2 separate regions of the Mus musculus genome follow, and region 1 is linked to region 2. The links are chromatin contacts, called in public Hi-C maps. All regions are on one chromosome and are shown on one strand. Each heading gives the region's core, a stretch centred on a gene start, on an enhancer-like site or on the middle of the called end of the contact. The rest is flanking DNA. Distances are from core to core; before and after follow the strand shown.

Region 1 (6,509 bases), core at 1,612-4,111, 740 kb before region 2:
CCAAGTACCCTCTGGAAGATCTGAACATTAAAGACGGCCAACAGTCTGCCCTAGCCTACATGGCTGATCAATGGCAAAAACCAGGGGGAAGATTCTGTCCTTTTAGAACAAAATAAGTTGATCCTATCATGACGGACATAGGCTGGTATTGCATGGTGGGCTAGCTGCTGGGACCTCATTCCAGCAGATAGGGACCTGAATACTAGCTAGGTGGTCCTAGGCACTGAAGTCCCTCTGCCCCCAGTTTCTCCTGAGTACTATGAAGACAGCCTTTGTGTAGATACAATAACACTGCTGTGAAGGTCAAAGGGCATTTTCCCCACGAAGCCTGGGTGTGCTACACAGCAGGATGCTCCACCCTGATTGGCTAATATTCGCTTGGTCTACTATTATCATAATTTTCATTGTCATTGAAAGAATTTTTTTTCTAATGGTTCTGTGTAAATTCTCACTGGGATCAAGAATAAGACTTCTAAAAGAAGCTGCTTGGGTGGTTCTCGCCAGCTAATAAAACGTATTAAACTGGAAGCGTCCCTATACAGCCAAGCCGCAGAGCAGGCCACTGTTCAGGTAAGTCGTAAAGTCTTCCCTGCAGCCGTTTCGGTGATTGATCCTCAGGCACGATTAAAATTCAAGAGATGTGCTGACGTTTTAATAGAACAAATAATTTAAATACGTGAAATGTGTTAGGTGGTAATAGTTTTTGTAATATATACCAGACAGATTTTTGGGAATTTTCCCCCTCCCACACACCCCCCCCCAAAAAACAGAAAAGCTTTATGGGTGAGCCTGAGGAGAATGGAAAGGGGGAGCTCCTGTTCTGGGGAGAAGCCATAAAATCTGCAGCCACTTGAATCAGTGCACTTAACGTTGAAGAGCAGGCCAGATTTAAAAAAAAAAAAATCAGCCTTCTCCTTTGTGTTTCTAAAAATGCTGTGGGGAAAAAAAATAGCCATTTGAGAGCCAGGAGTGGAGCGATGCCAGCACTCAGGAGGCTGAGGCAGGAGGATTGGAAATTTGAGGTGGCTTGGGCTGCACAGTAAGACACAGATGCATGGACACACATATACACCCACAGGAGAGAGACAGAGACAGAGACAGAGGGGGAGGGAGGGAGGGAGAGAGAGGGCAGGAAAGAAGGAAGGAAGGGAGGGAGGGAGGGAGGGAGGGAGGGAGGGAGGGAGGGAGGGAAGGAAGGAGGGAGCAAGGACTAAGCATGGCATGGTAGCACATGCCTATAGTTCCAGCACTCAGAAGGTGGAGCTAGGAACCAGTATTGTAGATTAAGTTCAAGGATAGCCTGGGTTACAAAGTAAGTCCATACCTAGCTTGGGCTGCTTAGAGGATAAATCCTGTCTCTAAAACATCAAAAGCAATAACACCCACACAAACAACAGAAACAGGATGTAAGATATGGCTTGCCTTTCTTAAAAACAAAAGGAATAATCTAGTGGGGGCTGGAGTGATGGCTCAGTTGGGAGGAGCAGTTGCCATTCCTTTGAAAGACTTGGTTTGGTTCCCAGCACCCATGCTGGGTGGCTCACAACCACCTGTGACTTCAGCTCCAAAGGATCCAACACCCTCTGCTGGTTTCCAAGACCATCCACACACAGAGCAGCATACACATGTAAACATGCACATACGTGCAAAAGCATGCACATGTAAGAATAACTAAAAGAGTAAGCAAATACTAAAAAAATGAATAGTAACTTGAGAAATGGTTCATGATAAGCCGATTCAAAGAAGACACACACATACACACACACACAAACACACACAAACACACACACACACACACACACACACACACACACACACACACACACACACAGAGCCTCTGATTTTATATTGAAACTCAAAATGAAAATTCTTTCCAGTAAACAACTTTCTTCCTGGTTTTCTGTTCAGTGTTAGGTCGGCTGCAGCAGGGAGGGGCCAGTTTCCCTGGTAACAATACTAGCCCTGTGGCTAAACTCAGGCTACCACCCATGATGTCACTGCCCACAGGACATGGCACAATGGGCTTTTGCTGGTACCACTAGCTCTGCAATACCACTGAAACCGTTTCCACCCAACTTCTTTTTTTTTTTTTTAAATCTCTCTAGCCTGTGTTTCATGCCCAGAGACACAGGAAGGTATCACTTTCTAGAAGTCATTTTATAACCCTGTGATTTCCTTGCCTTTCTCCTGTGCCTCCTCCAAATGGAAGCAGTGAGAGGATCCAGGACGCAGCTGATCTGTCCTCTCAGCTGTGGTGAGCCTGTCTAGATCCTGGCCTCTCGAGGACTCTACGCATTTGTGGAATGAGTGGTGGCCCATCCTTGCCATTCTTCAGGAAGTGGGACAGTGCCATGTGGCCACTTCTTCCCCGTCACTCAAGACAACCCAAGTGCCCTGAGACCCTTTTGCCCTTCTGTCTAGACAGGCACAGCAGAAAACATTTACCATTAATTGATTTTGTTTGGGTAATTCCATACATGTCTATACAGTGTACTCTGGATATTCATTCCTCCCCCCCCCCCCCCCCTCTTAGCTGTTTCCCACCTCTGCCAATGGCCCCTCTTCCTAACAAAACTCTTCTGCACAATTCCTGAGCCACCGCTGATTTTTAACCAAGGCCTTCTCCAATGACCACGGGTTTGGAGTTATCCACTGGAGCCTGGCAGGCTCAACAAAGGGGTGCACGGCTGAAAATAACAACCATCCCTCCCAGAATCCACCAGTTCAGGAGCAAAGGTTAACTTTCAGGTTTCTCTCCCAATGTAACGAGCCAATTCAAGCCACATCAAGAGTATGAGGGCGGGTTTATTGAGAGGCAGCTCTCAGATGGATTCACTGATTCATGGGTAGAGGTCAATGGAGTCACATGCCCAGGCTAAAGCAAGGGAGTTTTATTGGTCTTGGGTGTGGGGTGGGTGGTGACCATGGTCACTTTTGGGTGGCTTTTCAGAAACATGGAGACAAGGAGTGATCCGGGCTTTTCTGCTTGAGAGCAGGGGGCGGGGTTTGAGGAAGAAGAACAAACGGGGTTTGTTTGTGCAGGGGTGGGGGTTGGGGGTGGGATGAGCAGGTGGGATGTTTTAAATTTAGAGTCTTTTAGAGTTCAAACGATCAGGTAAAACTTCTTTCTGATGAAAATGAGAATTTTGAAAGTGCTTGTTTCCTCCAACCAAAGATTTATGCCAGCAGGTCAAAGACCTGTGTTCGCTTTGTAAAATTCGTTTGGTTTTGATTTTCTCTTGTAGAAAGTGGGAGATCTAACCAGCTCTATTTCAAACCCAGGACCCAAGCACCCTTCCTAGTAGGGACATTGAAAGAAAAGGCCACAGAGACCTCCTATGTGGAAACCATTTGAGTAACAAGAAGTGTTTCTGGATAACTATGAGTCTGTTCATTTTCAGACTGGTGTGTTGCAACCTGTCCCCTCGGTCAAAAGTATTGACATCCATCTAATGACACAAGTAGATGTCATGTTCTCCATATCACTCATCCTGAAAGCTTAAGTTTCCTAGATAAGAGGTGCAGGCAAGATGAGCAGGCACACGGTGTTCTCTGAAGCAGGCTGGCCTCTACGCCTATACATGAAGACGTGTGTGGTGTGTCTTAATCACGAATGTGGCAGTTAGCAGGCTGCAGGCTACTTGCTGTCTTCATACAGGCACAGAGGGGAGAGATCTGCGTGAAGTTCAAGAGGAATCAAGAATTGGCATCGTTTTCTGCTGATTTCCCAGAGAGCAAGAGTCTGGTGAATTCCAGAAGGTGCCATGCTGGAGGGCACACAAAAGACTAGCTAAGCACTCATCACTACCAAGAGGGCAAAAAATATAAGGGCTGATGGATGCTGGTCTGGGGGATGTTGGTTTAGGGGATGCTGAGCTGGGACTGCCATTAGTACCCCCTGTAGAAATGAACTCAGTTCTAAGAACAGCAGCATCCTGTGTGTCACCGACCAAAGAACACAGAAGTTTCAAGATTCTGTTGGCCACCCGGCTCATCTGTCAGACTGAATGGACTGCATTTTAGGGACATATCCCTAAACCTACTTTTAGGTATAATGTCTGAGTTCTGTATTCCTGGGCAAGACTGGTGCACTTTGTCAGTTTCTTGGGACTACAGATGAGATCTTTTTAAAAGAAAAAGAAAGAAAACAGGTAAGAAGCTTAGTACTTCCAACAGCGCTGAGATGCAAGGCACTGTAAGAAAACACACAAATCCAAAACCGCTTTATCAGGCCCCATGGTGCGTGAGTTTTGCCAGGCTTGGCTGGAACTGTGGTCAGCCGCCAGGTTTTGAATCAATGCTGGCACTGAATGAATCAGCAGTGCAAAAGTCCCCCTTGGAGACATTACAACTTGCTTTCAAACAGTTTATGAAGAGGCTTCTAGGTATGGGCCAGACCAAGTGAAAGACTTCCCCAGCTTCCGTATATTGTTATGGTAAAGAGCATGACTAAAACCAACGAGGGAGGGAAAAGAGTATTTAAGCATGCTCTTCCAGATCCCAGCCCATCACCGAGGGAAGTCCAGGAAGGAACTCAAACAGGAACTGAAGGATAAACTGCAGAGAAATACGGCTTATAGGCTGGCCAGTTCTCTGTCTCCCTCAGATTGTTTTTGTACACAGCCTGGGAACGCCTGCCTAGGGATGGCGCCACCCAATACGGGCTGGGCCCTCTGATATCAATCAAGACAGTCTCCTATAGATATAGCCAGAGGACAATCTGATCTGGGCAATTATCTAGTTGAGGTTCCCCCTTCCTGGGATACGTCAGATTGACAATATAAACAAACTTGTACAGACACCATCCTTAGAGCCACAGACATTTTTCTAAGGCCAGTTCTACCTTTTCTTATCTTACTGTCCTCTCCTCACGGGAACACCAACTTTTCCTTGGGAAAATTCAATTCTCAAAAGCAAACATCATCTACTGACCCCAGGTACTCAGAGAAATAAAAATAAATAAATAATTCGACCAGATCATCAGAATGCTTCCATCCTCCATTTGCGATCCTTTAACTGAAAAGAAACCAAACAAAATTAAAGAAATTGGCACATAATGTCCACAGCTTCTTTCCAAAGACACAACAGAGAACGCGTTCAGACACCAGAAGAAAATGACCAACAGAAGTTTCCACCAAAGCTTCAATGTAACGGGGCTCCCTTGAAAAATGTAAAGAGTTTCCTCTGGCACTAACTGTCACATTAACTACAGGCAAAGTGTGTCGCGGACATTCACTTGGCAGTTCACACGAACTAAGTGAGCAACTCTAAGCCAGAGTCCCACATGCAAACGAAGCACGAAGCCCCACTTCCTTGGGATGGCATTTGACTGTAAATCTCTCCTGCCTTTGCCTGAGCTGCAGTGGTACCAAGAAGATCCGTCCTTTGCTTTGCTTTGTCCAAAATGGTTTATTTGCCCTCTTGGGAGGCACGCTGATACATAAATCCCAGATATGATTATTATTATTTTGAGCTATTATTATGAGTTACTATTATTACCATTCGGAGACAGAAGGGATGGGGCACGGAAGCTGGTAGATGAGACAGAACACAGGTGTGACTACTGAGGTTAGGACCATCCATCTTTGTTCAGGGCAGTTTCTGTAATATTTCAGGAGAGCACAGTCATCAATACGAGAGGGAGTTAAGAATGTAGGTAGAGAAAGACTCTGCTACGAATAGATTGCCTGGGAGCCCGATCCTGCTTGAATTATCTTTGGCTTCCAGCCTGTTTTGCTCTTGGCTCCTGTAAGCTTAATGTGTTTACAGCACCTGGGAAGCATTCGCTCCCCGTTGCATTTCCTGCATACCTACTGTGTGCCATGGTCTCTGCTGGGACTGAAGAGCTCAAGACAAATGAGAGGTGATGTCGCAGCTTTGGTAAATGACAGCCAGCTAGACACCTCTAGACCGATGTGTGAGAGCAAGTTGTCTGGACAGGAGGCTGTGATGATGGCCAGACTTGGAGGGTGGGGAGGGGACCCTTCAAAGTGTCAGGTGACAGGTAGTACCTGTCAGATAGATAAATGGAGTAAATTGATCTCAGGCATGTCTGACTACTGTGGGGAGAAATCCAGACTTTATAATCTGTGCACAGCAAACAGGACCATAGTCAGGTGGGGAGGCAGCCCCTGCCACAGAAAGATGCTAAAAGTGTCAGGCAAGAATTCACAGGAGGTCGAGTAGTGCTTAACCTGACCCAGGGAAACCAAGTCATATGGAGAAAAGAAGGGAAGGCTCTGGACGCAGTATGGAAGGGTCTTGTTGAAACACTGCAAGTCCCACCCCAAGGCTGAGAAATAGACCGACCGTTGTAGGCCTCTCCAAGGGAAATGATCGTGACTAATTGCTGGTTTTCCTATGAGTGCAATACCTTGCTCTTAGAACATAAAACCTTCCCGAACTTTAATGGTTCCCTGAAACAATTTCTGGCCTTTGGAAAGTAGAACATCCAAGAAAAACAATCAGGGGCCATTTGAAGGCCCAGGCAGTTTTCTAGGGGAATTATT
Region 2 (5,826 bases), core at 867-3,366:
TCCATGTCTCCAGTCCCTTCACTTGGTGGCTTGCTAGCTTCCTTTATCCTCCTAGGCTGTGTTACACTGCTCATCTATGCTTTGGGTTTCGAAGCGCCAGGGACACAGTCTACATGCGCACGGGCTCTCTTAGCTTTGGCATCACTGTCTTTTGGAGCAGGCAGATCTCCGTGCCCTGAAATCTCCTGTTTACTCCAGAAAGCTCTGCAACATTCCTAATATACCGAATGCAAATCACACCATTCTTCCCTAAGGTGTGATAACTGAAATGAATCCCGATGTGGCCATGTAACTCCTTAGGTCCGGAAGGGGTGCGGGATCACTCTGGCTAATGACCACTGCATCCCGTGAGTGAGAAAGGCACTATTGTCTTAGTCCTGACAGGTCTGACCCAGAAGCAGCTTGTCCCAAGTCAGATAAATGACTGTGTCACAAATGCTCCTTCAACCTTCGCTCTCCAGAAGATCTCAGCCGGAATCTCCAGAGGCCGCGTGCCTCCTTCCTTCTCCTGCTACCCTCTCAGCCTTAGCAAAGGAAGGAGACGGCCCGTGGAACACGGAGCCTACACGAGGCTCCTCTGAGAGCATTCTAGAAGCACCACACGGGCGAGCGTGAAGATCTTTTTGTGAGATTACTTTATCTCAAGCGCGTGTCACTTTTTCAGCACCATAAAACTGAAATACTTGAAATAGATGTCACTACATTTGTCATGAGCTGACATGGCCAATTAATATTACAAATTCACCATGGAGAAATGCTTCCAGCTCCCAAGGAATAAACTGCTGAACATCACAATTCCGCCTTGTAACAATGGGCCGACCTCTCCAGGGCTATAAATACGATGCAGCGGACTGATTAAATGGCAGGAGGAGCTGTTCACTGGTCGTCTCTCTCCAGGGTTGACACTTGGCCTATGCCTAAAGTTAACAGGTACTGCCAGTGACGTGTCTGCAGAAGAGAAATGTCGTTTCACCCTTTCTTTACGAAGAAGTTGACTGTTACTCGCCATGTCTTTCCTCCCCACCTTCCTCACAGCTAGTGATCGGCACATGCTTTATATGACATGAAAGATTCTAGACATGTTATCCTAAGCTCTGTTGTACCTAGTGGGGCTTTTCCCCCACCTCCCTTCCTTGCCCCCTCCCTTCCTCCTCACTCTCAGCCCATGCTGTCACAGCTAAACTCACTTCTAATAAGGCACAGGTGGGCCCCTGGCCCTGAATAAAATTCATGTTGGTAATGAGCTGCAAAACTCTTGGCTTCCCTTAAGCTTTCTAAGAGAAGAGACAGTGTTGCCCCCTTGGCCCTCTTGGATCTGGCTGGCTTCTTTCCCTGTGGCCATCTTAGCCCTCAAGCAGAGAAAACAGGGCCATTGTTCCAAGCCACGCAGTGACTTTTGGTGAATTGTCAATGTTCTGCACTCGTGCCTGCAAAGGGAGGGCAGTGGAGTGAATCTGTGGGATGTTTGGGGACCTCGTGGACCTTGACCTTTCTTTTCTTGGCAGAAGCTCTAAGGCCCACTCCCCTGGAATCCTTCTTTATGCTGCTGGCTTGGAAGACAGGGAAAGTGTTAAGGAGAGAGATTAGGTATTAAGGAGACACGGTGTGCAGTGATAAATTACCTAAACTGAATACACGGAGTCTGCTGCGCCAAGAAGGCCCTGAAGGAAGGCCAGACCTGTAGGAATGAGAGTATGAAATCAAAGAGAAATGTGTCAAAAACAAATGACAAACTTTCCCACTGTGGGGTCGCACAGGAACACCAGCTGGGGTGAGCCGTCAGTTGGCTGCAAGGTGTGCACTGTGCCTTGTGTCTTCTCATTTCCAGAGAAGCTGATCAGCAGCCGTGGGTTCCCAGATCCCCAGATTGGAAAGGAACTGAGAAGCCGTTCCTGCCTCTCTGTGGAGGAACTCACGTCTTTACCTGATCCCTTTTCTTTACTTCATGCACTCAAAATACCTTCTGAAGGGAGACAAAGTTTTGTTTCCTGGTCCTGCTCTTAATTCACAGCTCACCGAATTAAGTACTTTACCAAGTCCCTCACATCTCACACAAACCAGCTACACGGGAGGTTCTAGGCCTGTTTATAACACAACATTGCCCCTTGTTCTTCGTATCTCAATAATGAAATCTTTGTGTTTTATGAAAGTTCGGCCACTCTGTGCAAAGGGCAGTTTGCTCCAGTACAAACAGAAATCAGAGAAAATAGGAAAACCCCGCCAAACCCTTTCATCTCTGCTTGCCAAGCAGGTGAATTAATAAGGAGCACATTTGAGATTTATTTTCTTTAAGCTCCAACAGTAAAGAATGTTCCAAAGTCGTTCTCAAAGCTCTGGAGATTTTAAAAATTCAAATGAATCAAACTTAACTTGCTGGTATAATGTATAATAAAGCCAGTTCCGGGGCTTACCTGCTCAAAGATACACTCGCTGTACATTTAGATGAGAAAAAGAAATTAAGGAGTCTAAACATACACGGCATGAGATGGCCAAAATTAAGTAAATTAAAAGTGTTTTCAATAAAGGTTTCTAGCTTCAGGTAATAAAGTCGAGGTTCTCAATAGATAGTTTCAATCCTGGTGTTAGGCTGAGCCCAAAAGAACCTACCAGGGTGTATGGAAGGAAGGGAGGGAAGGAAGGAGCAAGGGAGGGGAGGACAAGATCACCCCCACCCTGCCGTGCAGCTGAGACGCCTTCGCTCACACTCTAGCATGGAACTGGTTATTGTCCCAGCCCATTCGCTGCCTCAGCACTTGTCAGGTGACCTGTAAACTTTTCAATACTATGGGACACATAAGCGGCCTTCTTATCCCTACACGTCTTATGGAAGAAAACACTAAGCTCATTTTAAATTAATATTTTCAATTGTCCACAGATAATCAAAGGTTAAAATATCCACAATGTAAGACTACTGAGTTCAACGGGCTGGTAAAAACGGAACAGGAAACTTTGATTTCCAAGTTCCAATCTGGGGGGGGGGGGGGGGGGAGGAGATCAACGGCAGACTGCTAAGAGAGCAGAAGAATTTACAGAGGTGTGGGGGACTTGTCTATCACAGTAACTCCTGTCCTAGAGTTGGGGCCAAACGCTGTAACTATCACAAGTGGTTGTTCAGTTTGGTTATTACTGCAACTGAACAAGCATGGTTTACTTTGAAAACTTGTGTGGGGGACAGTAAAACTCGATATAGCAGTGTGTGCAATCAGAATAAGGTAATGCTATAATTTCTGCTTAGATTGATGTTTCCATAATAAAGCACACAGGATTCACAGATATCAAATATAACTGCCCCCTCCCCAAATTAACCCCCAACTAAAAAACATACTGAGCAAAACCATAGCACACTCTATGCACCCGTCTCAAATAAACTTGTATAAACACGCTACGTGTCGGCACATGCCATTGGAGAACCCATCATAAATTAATTTTGAATTAATCAAAATAGAGTCTCCAGAGTATTTTCTACTGAGGACAATTCAAGAGGCACTTTTTCTAAAATTAGTGCAGCTTTATGTAGATGTAGTTCACACTCACTTCACCCACTTAAAATGTACAACTCAACAGCTTTTAACATACGCAGCCATCAGCACCGTCGATAGAAAGGACAAAAGGAGAGGGGAGAAAACGGGGCCAGCAAAATGGTGCACTGATCAAGAGTCCAGTGACCGCATCTGAATCCCTATAGCCCGTCTGGGGGAGGAGAAAGCTGAGTCCCACAAACTATCCTTGTGACGTCCATACAGCTTCTCCAACATGCATATGGGCACACACACGCACACACATACAAAGAGATACACACATACATATACATACACAGAGAGAGACACATGCACATACACACAGAGACATACACACACACAAGCATCATGCAAACACACACACAAACAAAAGAACAGATTAATAAATGAGATGATAGTAAAAAGAAGAAGTGGGGAGGGTACAAAGAGGTTCTAGGGTGAGTCTCCACGGTCCCTGACACATCGTTCCTCTGTGGTATTGCAGATGTATTTGCCTGGTAGCCAAACGACGGTTTCCAAACCAAGTTGGGAAGAAAGTAAAAGAAGGAACGCTGCTGTCATTTGCAAGGCTGAGACTCAGCCAGAGAAAAAATGAAGTTGTGCAGATGAGAACCATAATCATGGGGGACAAGCTCTGAGGGGCCTTCCATCACCGTGGGGCTGCGTCAGTTTCAAGTCATGTCACATTAAAGACAGAAGCAGGCGCAAAACCGTACACACCGAGTGTCGCTTCAGAGTGCGTTGGCTGTTGATGCCAGGCTGAGAATTTTGCCAGCTCTCTTTTACATTGTAAAGATATTGCTTCGTGGTAATAGATGAAAAGCTTATAACTGACAACTTGCTCGCCTTGCGCAGAGATGAACAGACAACACGAATTAACGCGGAGGGAGAAATAAGCACTGTCCATGCAGATTCATATTAGCATCTTCTTAACTAACGTCTTCAGTGTACCCTGACACAAGGCAACTTCAAATCCACTGGTCCTCTTTTTAAAAAAACAAAACAAAACACTTCACTCTACTTAATTTACGAGTTACACAAAAATCAATTTGTGGTCTATCTGCCTTCACCTACCCTACCATGGAGGGGGGAATGGGAAAATTCCATCTCCGTGTGTCTCAATGTCTCTTCAAGTGCGACTTCCCTCTGCTCAGTCTCACTGAGATCTTGCTAAATTGCACATGAGATCAGCCCTGGGCTCTGAGGACTTCTAAACATCAAGTTGCAGAAAAGTGACACTTCACCAATTTAAGTGATAAGTTTTCAAATCGTGGAGCATCTAATTGCGACAATAAATTCACCTTGCTTTCCTGTATGGCCAGACATCTGTATCTTTAACAAACAAAAGTGGCAGTTTTAAAACAATTAGACTCCAAAAAAAAAAAAACCTCTAATGAATACAAATCACTGTCTCTACAGAGGGCACATGACAGTGGATATGTACCCTGGCCCTGTGTCTACACCACACAGCCCAGAGAGGACATGGACACCCTGCTCCTGAAGGGATTCCTCCCCCCCAAGTATCCGCTTCCCCTCAGCTTTCTGGAAATGGAGAGCATTCTATGAATCTAGAGAAGAGCTTTAAGCCTCACCATGAATATCATGGATTTAATTACTTCACCACAGCTTGCTTCTCCTCTGCGAGTGGAAAGTGGTCTACATGCTGTTTCACTGTAGGATCAGACAAAAAACAACTGATTGTCACCTAACACAGCCAAGCCATGACATCTGCCCCAAATAGCCCTCGCCTTCCTCAAATGCCTGAGTTCGCTGGAGAACAATCCGCTTATCTAAAGAGCAAGCCTAGGAGAAAGAGAACTGAGGAACAGTAGAACCCGAGTTGTTGGGTGAGGTGGGACCCCTTTGTTTCTGTTTTCCTAGGGAGAGGAGGCTACATTTGAAACCCCAAGTTTTCAAGAAAGAAATTGACAGGTGAACTCCCAAACCAGCTATGAGTTAGCTTGTGTGTTTTGACAGATTGTGGAGGGTTGCTTGACAGGACTCTGTTCTCAGCTTCTCCATCCACCTCAGATCCTGCCAAGTACAGAATATGAGGTCCCACAACCTCCAGACAGACTTCTCTCTGCGCCTCCGTACATGAAAGCTTCCTGTGTGGATAAGTGAAACAACTGCTTGCTGACTGAATAGGCCTTGTACTTAAGACTCCACGTGGCGTGAAATACCTCCCCATAGGACATCACAAACCTGTTTGAATGTGGTTCAGTACCAAATCCATCATCAGGCTGAAAGTAAAACCCACGGAGCCACACGCCTCCACTCTTGCCTGGCACTGGGAGAACTTGCCTGA

The links. A called contact is a pair of places that touch in the nucleus more often than the background predicts.
Region 1: a Hi-C map of liver shows a contact between it and region 2, with 1.6 times the contacts expected there. The contact joins two enhancer-like sites.

What each region holds. Positions count from the first base shown.
Region 1 is chr8:115,271,958-115,278,466 of GRCm38.p6, reverse strand. All of the region lies in intron 8 of Wwox (WW domain-containing oxidoreductase), which reads right to left. Among named protein-coding and RNA genes, the nearest start is that of Gm39257, 310 kb to the right of the region's middle. Within about 2 kb of position 2,861, at least 51 of the 459 cell types and tissues checked have an H3K27ac peak or open chromatin away from gene starts, as enhancers often do. A contact at or near this core is called in liver, where this site is marked.
Region 2 is chr8:114,532,056-114,537,881 of GRCm38.p6, reverse strand. All of the region lies in intron 5 of Wwox (WW domain-containing oxidoreductase), which reads right to left. Among named protein-coding and RNA genes, the nearest start is that of Gm16116, 62 kb to the left of the region's middle. Within about 2 kb of position 2,116, at least 6 of the 459 cell types and tissues checked have an H3K27ac peak or open chromatin away from gene starts, as enhancers often do. A contact at or near this core is called in liver, where this site is marked.